Regions from separate parts of the Danio rerio genome. Here region 1 is linked to region 2. Evidence: chromatin contacts called from public Micro-C data. All regions are on one chromosome and are shown on one strand. The core of a region is the stretch at or near the end of the contact, and the rest is flanking DNA. Distances in the headings are between cores, read along the strand shown. Region 1 overlaps rnf216 (ring finger protein 216). Region 2 holds the start of atp5mf (ATP synthase membrane subunit f).

Region 1 (4,522 bases), core at 272-2,771, 340 kb before region 2:
GGTGCATAATATTGCCATGTACAGGAATGTATTTTGGAAATAACTTTGCATAACGACCAAGTAAATTTGACAAAAGGCCTTAACTTCATCTAGCGTTTGTAATCGAACATACTTGCCTGTTTATCTCCAAAAAGTCAGTACACACTTTGAACAGCGTTTTACTTGTGATGCAGACCGCTTAGGTTTGAGTTGTTGAAGCAAACCTTACTGTGTTTGAAGCTAAAACCAGAGATGCCTAAACTAGGGCCTTCAGGCCAGAGTTGACCCATGGTAACCTTTGCTTTGGCCCATCTTTCCATCTGAGAAGCAAGGGAGAATTATGGCCATGGGTTGGACAGAATCCCTTTCATGCAATAATAATTAACGTAACCATTCGCTTGTTTGTTTTATTGTGAACCTACAAAAAAAGCAAACTCAAATTAAATGTTTTAATTAAATGTTGTGAATGAATCAGATTTTTTGCAGAAGACATCAGTGAGGAAATCAGGGCAAAGACTGGTACAGACTTACTGGTGTGTTTAGCTCCATTGTGTTATAAGAGGGATTGTTTATATTTCGTTATAATAAGGTCATTTTAAATTGTTAACAAAAAATGCATTAGTTAACCCTTTAACAGGAATCATAACCACCTAGTTGACCTTTTATCCATAGGTTATCATTATTATTTAAATTAGTACTACTACTACTTCTACTTATTAATATTATCAGAGTTGTGTCAGTATTATTCAATCCAAGATGTGGGCCAAAAAATATATTTTCAGGACCTCAAAGGGTTAATATGAAAGTTTATTTTTTATTTTTTATTATTATTATTATTTGTAAATTACCCATGGCAATATTGTAATCAGTGTTAATTTTAACAGCAAAATTTGATTTAGTTTAAGTCTTAGTCTTTTGACTAAAATTCTATTTTAATTGTAGTCTTCTGATTCAAACCATAGTTTTAGTTTAGTTTAAGTTGACTAAATTTTATCTACTTTAGATTTAGTTGACTAAACTATATTTGGTTTAATTTAAGTGTAACTTTAAAATATAGAATATAGCTTTTCCATTAAAGACCAAAACTTAAATTTTGATTGGAAATTTACCAAAACACATCCCTCAATCACATTCTTGTCTCAATTTTATTAGTCAATAAAAATGTTAGTATATTTTTATTATAGTTGTCGTCATCATCACTTAATTTTTATTTAACTTTCATTGCAGTTGCCAGAGGAAATGATTTTAAATAGATTGAGAGAATGTGATTTTAAATAAAAAAAAACAAATGCATGGATAAATCATTCAAAATAATAAATGCTTTTCATAATAACTATTACATTAAAAATAAAAGTTGTGAATTTTCACTTTCATGGTAGTGTCTTTAGAAGACATTGCCCTGTGATCTGGTATTTTTGTTTTCTGTCATACACCTGCTGTCCTCTCGGTGGCGCTCTTGTTCTGCAAAGCCTATGCAGTTTTATTCTGCCTCACATCTGCTGCTGATTATTCCGCCTCACACTTGTGCAGCAGCTCTCAGCAGGGCGGGAGATTGGGAGCAAGAGAACGCCCACGTCTTTGGCCTTCCTCTCGACACCACTGATAGATTAAGTGTGCCATCAGGCAGGACCTCCATTTTCCTCTCCTGTGCTACTTCCCAATGGTGGAGTTACAGGACTGGATATGGGGGAAATTGAAAACAGTTGTGTTAGTGTGATTTCATAACGTGACCCAGATTCACTTCCTCCTCCTGGCACTCAGTTTGACATTCCTTTCGAAATGAAGAACTGAGCTCTTATGACTTGGCCAGCATCGTGTGGACTTTTCCAAAGCCGTGCTTCTTGGGAACAAATTTCTTCTGTAGATGGATAGATCTAAAAAGACAACCGCCTGCCTGATAATGGGTGTATTATAGTCTGAAAAGTGCAGACGGTGCTGCGGCTTGGTGGTTAAACATCTGAGCTGTTACTAAACAGATGTGTTTTTTTTAAAGGTCAAATGGTGAAAAATCTTTTTTCGTCATAATAAGGCTTTGTTTTGATTTCTCTAGAAATGTGATGGCACACTGTACTTCTATAGAAATTGAAACTATAACATTTAACTTGGCAACTGTTCCACTGAAATTTAGTCATTTGGGGGATTTGTTTTCCCCCCAATGTAATTTGGTTTATAAAGGGATAGACTTATTTTTGAAGCTGTGGTCAGATTTATAAAATTCCAATAAATTCACCTCTTTTTTGATTGGTTGTGGCTGATGGAGCTGCTCATCCTTGAACGGTGACATTTGCATTAAATTGAACTGAATTAAACTTCAGAAGTGACATTTGTGTTATGTTTAACCAGGTTTTTACCACAACTATGCTGCCTGCCCGATATGTTGGAATGATTCCACAATTCTGAAATATTATGGCTTTTTATTCTCTATTCTTCATTTATGTTAAGCTGCTTAGGCACAATCCTCATTATAAAAAAATCCTATCAAAGAAAGACAGTTTGACTTTTAGGTGCAAAATATGTGCAGTCAAGGAATGTGGCTTGTATTTCTTGCAGCTAAACAACAGAAAACTGACAATGATCACCTTAGGGACACCGCATGTGCTTTATTTAGTGCTAAATGCTAATTATGTGCGTTTTTAATGCCATTTTACATGACATTTATTGCCATACTGCTGAAAGCAGCAGCAGATCGTTCACCTTAGATCTTGAAAATAACATAAACCCTCTGAAATTGAACTTTAGAACTAAACACACATCAGTGATTTCAGCATCTGCATTTAATAATGTTAAAGAGGTGTAATATGTATTAATTACATTATAAACCTTTCCATTTCATGAGTGAGTGCAAATTCTGTTCTTCTGAATGGCAGTGTTTAAATTTTTGTTTTCGGCCAAATTGCTTATTACTGCGTATCTCGTCATGCAGCGTGTTTTTAGGACACATGGTTAAAATGTAACCTGCTCACCTAATCTTTACGCTGGTAATATTTATATTATTTGCTAAATAATAACCTCATGTGGAACTCTGAATCTGCATCTTATTTCGCAGTCTGCTACTGTCCACTGGAGGCCGCATTTCGCATGCTTTGAAAGCCTTTCTGATTGACTGAATGCATGAATAAATTAACTAAATATGCGGTTTTCCAACAAGGCAACCCGTGGTGCTGTTATATAGTTGGCTAAACTGGCATTGGGCGGTTTAAAAGAACCAAAACAAAGACAGCGTTTCAGCACAGAACGCCCATTTTCAAAGCAGAATATCGGACTTTAGCATTGTTTTTCCTATAAACAAAAATGTTCACTTAGCATGATTCTGAAATATCTGCTAACCTATTATGGTGGTTTTATGCGTTAGAAGAGTCAAAACCTTATATACAGCTCCTTTAAAATAGTTGATTTTGCTTTGAAAGTATGGTGAGCACAGATAAATGATGAACATATTTTATTTTTTTTGTTTGACAATCAAAACAACAATGTGAAGACTACTGGACTGTATGTGTAGGTGTTTAGTTTCTCTTTACAAAGTGACTAGCCTGGCATCTATATTGCAGCGTTTTTTTTTTTGTTTTTTTTAGATGTGCATGAAGGGTGAATGTTTTGAGATTGTCTTTCCAAAAAACTTCCTAAAGAAACACTTTTCAGATTTTTGTTCATTATTGCTGTGGAAAGTCCATTACACAACAATTTGTACTCTAAAGACCCGATCACTCCAAGCATGATTAATTCTTAAGTATTATGACAAATATGTTTGCGTCAATCTACACTGATAAATGATAAAAATCTGTGTATTTTAGTTCATGATGTTTATTAGCCATTACCCCCTTGCAAGCAGCAGATGAGCTCAGTGTGCTACCAGTGCATCTGATCAGTCAATCTTTATTTCAAGCGAATTTGAGCGAATCAAAATCAGTGTAGCCAAATTAAACCAACTATTTTCCACAACATTTTCTGATGAGGCAACACAAAAAAAGCTGAAACTAGCACTGGACATCTGAGGTAATTTTATTTTTAATACTTCAATGATGTACTTGCTTTCTTAACATTCAGAAAACATGTCAACTTCTAGTAGTTCTATTAACCTTTGTATACCCATAGTTCGCAGTTCATTTGCTCGCTACTCTTTTCAGTTTTCTGTTGCTGATGCTTGGAATCATCTGCTGCAGATCTTAAAGCTCAACACTTATGTTCCACTATCATCCTTTAGAAATTCAATCCTGTTAATAGTACAAGATAACTGTGCTTGTTTTTAGTTTGTCCCTGGTTGTTATTATCTGCATCTGTGAGATTATTATGGTGTTGTGTCTCTGCTGCTTCATATCTCATTTTTATGTTTCCTCTCGGTCAGGTCATCATTGTAAATGAGAACTGGTTCTCAATTGACTAAACTTCTATGTATTTTTATAATTTTCCCCATGGTATAACCACTTAAGTTTTGCAAAAAGCGCTTAACATAAAGCAGAGCATCTCCAGAATGACGTAGTTTTAAATTCCACAAACTCTTCATATTTCAGTTGATTCTGATTGGCTGCCAATGTTCTATCACTTA
Region 2 (4,816 bases), core at 1,573-4,072:
TAGCAGACATTACCAGAACAGTCCAAGCAAAAAAGAAAACTCTGCTAACATTCAGCCTCCAGTTTGAATTTCCTTCTTTTGTTGACCACAAAGCAAGATACAGTGAAGAATGCTGGAGGTAAAAAACAGCAGCTGACGTATGTAGTATTTTTGTTCAAACATGAATAATTGTTGTTTTTCCCAGAAAATTCTTCAGAATATCTTGAGGACAAGTTGATGCATTACAAAAAAGAAAAGACATTTCAATTCATATATTCTCCACATGGCAGATGATAAAGCTAAAACAATAACATTCTTTCCATTACCTCATATTCCTAATCATGAGGATTATTAACTTATTGAATTAGAGTCTGGAATTGATATTGGCCTGATCCTCCATCTATCAGCAGACATCACTGATGAACTAATAAACCCGGTCCTCTGAAAACGCAGATTAGAAATAATATTATGTTAAAATGTGATAACCCAACTATCGTGTGTCCTTCAGCAATGAAGGAATAATATTTGAGCAGCAAACATACGGATAGAGAAAATCAGAGCAGGCATGTGAATGATGAAGTCAATATAATGTAACTGCACGCTGGACAGTTTTGAAAGCCTACCAACCCGGGCGTCCTTTGATGTCACTGCAGCACCATCTTAATTAAAATCTGAAAATTATCATTCTGCCTGGGATTTGTTTTTATGGCGGAGCGGCGTAATGAATGGCACTTATGCCTTTGACCTCCTGTCTAACTGCATCCACCATAGTGAATCATGCAGCTGCGTGTCTCTCATCCATTCTAATGAGATCTCATTTACCCACTGTTATTATTGAACACTGGTGCAAAGCCATGGTGAGATAAAGACAATCATCGCACATTTTTAATAGTACAAAATACCTAGCATTAATACTGTCTTAAGAGAGATTTCCCCAACTATAAACAGACATATTTAAAGGATACTGGCATACATACAATAAATGTTGTCTAAGATATCTCTCCACTCAAAGGCTTTCAGCTGGCATGAGAGCTTTTGGTCTTTTGCCATGAAAGAAGATCTATGTGCACGTAAATGCAAATGGCAATAAGAAAGACTTGGATTGAGGTTTACTCTAGGCTTTCAATTAAGGAGAGAGCCTGTAAATAGTGATGCAATTTTATGTTACCTGTAGTACTCTGTGACTTTGAAAAGTTTATATTAATAAAATCTTAAATGCAACTCAACCCAAATGCAGTCCAGATGCTGAATGAATGATTGATGACTGATGAAGAGTACTTGCTTATAAACATGTCTTTTGCAACAATTATTTTAATAAAAAAGGTGCAAAGAATTTGCTTAGCCATAAACCTCACAACTACCACTACAAAAATAGTCATATTTTTGTGGATAAAATAAAAAAACAATCAGATCTGATTCTGCACAGACATCTGATGGTACATGCATGAGATCGAACTATTATAAACCTACCAGTATTTCTTTTACTTACTATAAAGCACATGCTTTAGCACAAGAAAGATGCACGAAATGTTTAGATTCGTTTACCACATGGCTGTATTGTCAACAAGTTTGTGTATGCGGTAAATATCTCCCTCCAGTGGTAACTGTGTGTAAATGCAAGGCCTACGAACATTTTGCCCAAATGTCCCTGTCTATGAGTGTGTAACTTTAATGTACATTTGAATAAGACATTAAATTTTAATAAAAAACTAGTAATCTTTTTTTCAGTTTTAATTTCACCTTAATTTGTGATCTTAGTTAACTAAAAATAATTCATTCATTTTCCTTCGTCTTAGTCCTTTTATTCATCAGTGAATTATCGCCGTCATTCCACGCGGAATGAGGGCCAGAATATGGGGAGATGTGGGCCATATCTGGGCCAGATGTAATTTGGTATCTGGGATTCATTATCAATGAACCGCCAACTTATCCAGATTATGTTTTACACAGCGGATGCTGCGATACAACCCATACACATTCATTCACTATGGATAATAAATTTAGTTTATTCAATTTATTCAAAGCCAAATTATTTAATGGCTTTGAGAATGTATGAATGTAGAGAAATTTAAAGAGGCATGTGATGCAATTTAACCGTTTGATCCCGAATATTATTTTTCATAATTGAACTTGACTTTAAAAACTTGACTCATTGAAAAGTTGCTACTTTTGTCTATGTTTTGCACAGATAAGCATGACTGAGAAAATTCCTTGTTTTAGCTTTTCCCATAATAGGCCCAGCCAATCACTGTCCTTATGTGTTTTGATTGAACCCTTTCTGCATGTCTAGGTTAGGGTTGATTGAGCATTATTTTATTTTGAAGGTGATTAAATTATCGGTGGGGACATTTCAGTAATTGCTGGATATTGGTGGGGGGACATCCCCTCGGTCCATGGCAAATCTATGCCCTTGGCAGTGATAGACTTTTACCAAATGTTAAACATGGTGCTTAAAATGAGGATAACCATAGCTTTTCCTTACAAGCACAATGAGAAAAGCCCTTGCCTAATTTGTTTACTTGCATTTGGGTTGCTTTTTGATGTATATGTCCCTGTTAAATAAGAATAAGAATAAAAATAATAATTAAGAATTGGTAAACACTGAATGCGTGCTTAGATTTCTCATACAACATACTTGCACTTAAAAATTGCAGAAAACATTGTGGTTAATTTAGCACTGTCGCCTCACAGCAAGAAGGTCGTTGGTTCAAGTCCCGGCTTGGTCAGTTGGCATTTCTGCGGGAGTACTTTTCCTATATATTGACATCATTTATTTTCAGGAAAATGGTGTGTTATTCCATAACATTATGAAAATATTTTCATCCACTTCCTCCACTGAGCAGTCACTCCCTCACCCACTCACACGCTCTCTAAACTCCGCCTCACAGCTTGTCCGTCGACGTCACTTCATTTTACTCCCAGCATTCCCTGCTGCAGCTCTCATCTTGAAGTTCAGAGCAAGATGGCGGATAAAGCAGGTATGGCTCGATGAGATGTACATAGCTTATTGTATTCCACTGTTTGATGCGATGCTTTAGTAAACTCTGCGTTTTTATTGTTCTCTGCGCCGTGAGACCTGTTTGCAGTGAATCTTCAGTGTGTCGTTTGTGTGTAATGGCGCTAAAGGCCTCGATGCAGACAGACGCGAGTCATGTCAAGGACTTTCAGTAACATTGACTGTCAGATTACATTAATGACTGAATACAATGTTCATGCTTTCTTTTAGTGTGTGTAAGATGTTGATTAGTTAAGCGTGCTGTGTAGTTAATGAGATGAAGCAGAATTATTATGCTGCTAACGATAATGCGTGACTCCTTTCATTCAGCAACTGAGAGTTTTAAAGCGACAGTGTTTGGCTTTGTACATTTAATTTGTCATTGACTTGTGCAAACGACTACGTTTAATAACTGTTTAATGATTAGCTATTTTAAAATTGTATTTGTGGTCGAATTGTCGATTAATAAAAAAAATAGCATTATGGTCCATATATTTACACCATTAATTTACAAAATAATATCGTCAGGGCAAACAAACATACTTTTTTATGTAACTTAAAGTTGTTTGGATATTTTGCAAACAAATTATTTTTTCTCTAAGCCATAGCGTCAATGTGACTTTTTTTTAGTCTAATAGCAATACATTCATTCATTTATTTTCTTTTCGGCTTAGTCCCTTTATTAATTAGAGGTCATCACAGCGGAATGAACCGCCAAGTTATCCGGCATATGTTTTACACAGCGGGTGCACTTCCAGCCAAAACCCATCATTGGGAAACAACCATACACACTCTTTCATGCACATACACTACTGACAATTTAGTTTCTTTAATTCACCTATACCACATGTCTGGACTTGTCGGGGAACACCTGGAGGAAACCCACGTGAACACTGGGAGAACATGCAAACTTCACATCACAGAAATGCTAACTGATTCAGCCGGGGCTTGAATCAGCGACCTTCTTGCTGTGGAGCGACAGTGCCAACTACTGCGCCACTGTGACACCCCATAGCAATATAGATTATTTTTAAAAGTTAGTATTAACCTAATTTAGATTCACAAGGAAACTATCTGACTGAGATAAAACAATTGAATACCCATAATTTATTAGCTTTTTTACCCTTCTTTGTTAAAAACTTAATTGTGTTTTGTTGGTTAGTTTCCCTGGCCGAGAAGAAGCTTATGGACGTGAAGCTCGGGCAACTGCCAGCTTGGCTCGGAACAAGAGACTTCACCCCAAATGGAGTTGTTAGAGGAATTCGTGGAGGTACAATTCAGTGTATTTCACCCTCGTAACATTTGTGACTGTTTGGGATATGTGGGAGATGGATAAATGGCTCAAGTTTGGTTAAAGAGTTTTAGTAAGAAGATAAAGCTTTATATAAATGCTTTGACATCCAATTTTCAGCAATTTACTTAAAAATTGTAACAAAAAAAGCTGCACTGTTCTGTTCATTTTATGGCTAAATAGCACCTTTTAGATGTCAAAATTATTTATAAAATGTTGAAATTACAAATGTGTGTATAAACTGGACGGACGGTTACAATTTACTAGAGCTTCTATTTTAAAGCTGCTTTGACACAATCTAGATTGTATAAGCGCTACATAAACATGAATTGAATAAACCTTTGTAAAATATATAAATATTTAGCCTTTGTCCCAAATCGAACTTAATTTTTGAAAAGAATATTGTTCATTAACTAATACACTCACCAGCCACTTTATTAGGTACACCTTACAGAACTGCCTTAATCCATGGCATAGATTCAACAAGGTACTGGAAATATTCCTGTTATTTTGGTCCATATTGACATGACAACATCACGCAGTTGCTGCAG

Evidence for each region. A called contact is a pair of places that touch in the nucleus more often than the background predicts.
Region 1: a Micro-C map of caudal fin shows a contact between it and region 2, with 4 times the contacts expected there. The contact joins the enhancer-like site here to the promoter of atp5mf in region 2. A contact is called at or near these places in 2 of 18 Hi-C or Micro-C datasets (caudal fin and embryo).

What each region holds. Positions count from the first base shown.
Region 1 is chr3:39,589,805-39,594,326 of GRCz12tu, reverse strand. The region is part of intron 13 of rnf216 (ring finger protein 216); the gene reads left to right. Among named protein-coding and RNA genes, the nearest start is that of rnf216, 27 kb to the left of the region's middle. Within about 2 kb of position 1,521, at least 45 of the 62 cell types and tissues checked have an H3K27ac peak or open chromatin away from gene starts, as enhancers often do. A contact at or near this core is called in caudal fin, where this site is marked.
Region 2 is chr3:39,247,186-39,252,001 of GRCz12tu, reverse strand. atp5mf (ATP synthase membrane subunit f) reads left to right here and starts at 2,822. Exons shown (of 4, transcript NM_001303129.1): 1 at 2,822-2,957; 2 at 4,137-4,244. The coding sequence starts at 2,942.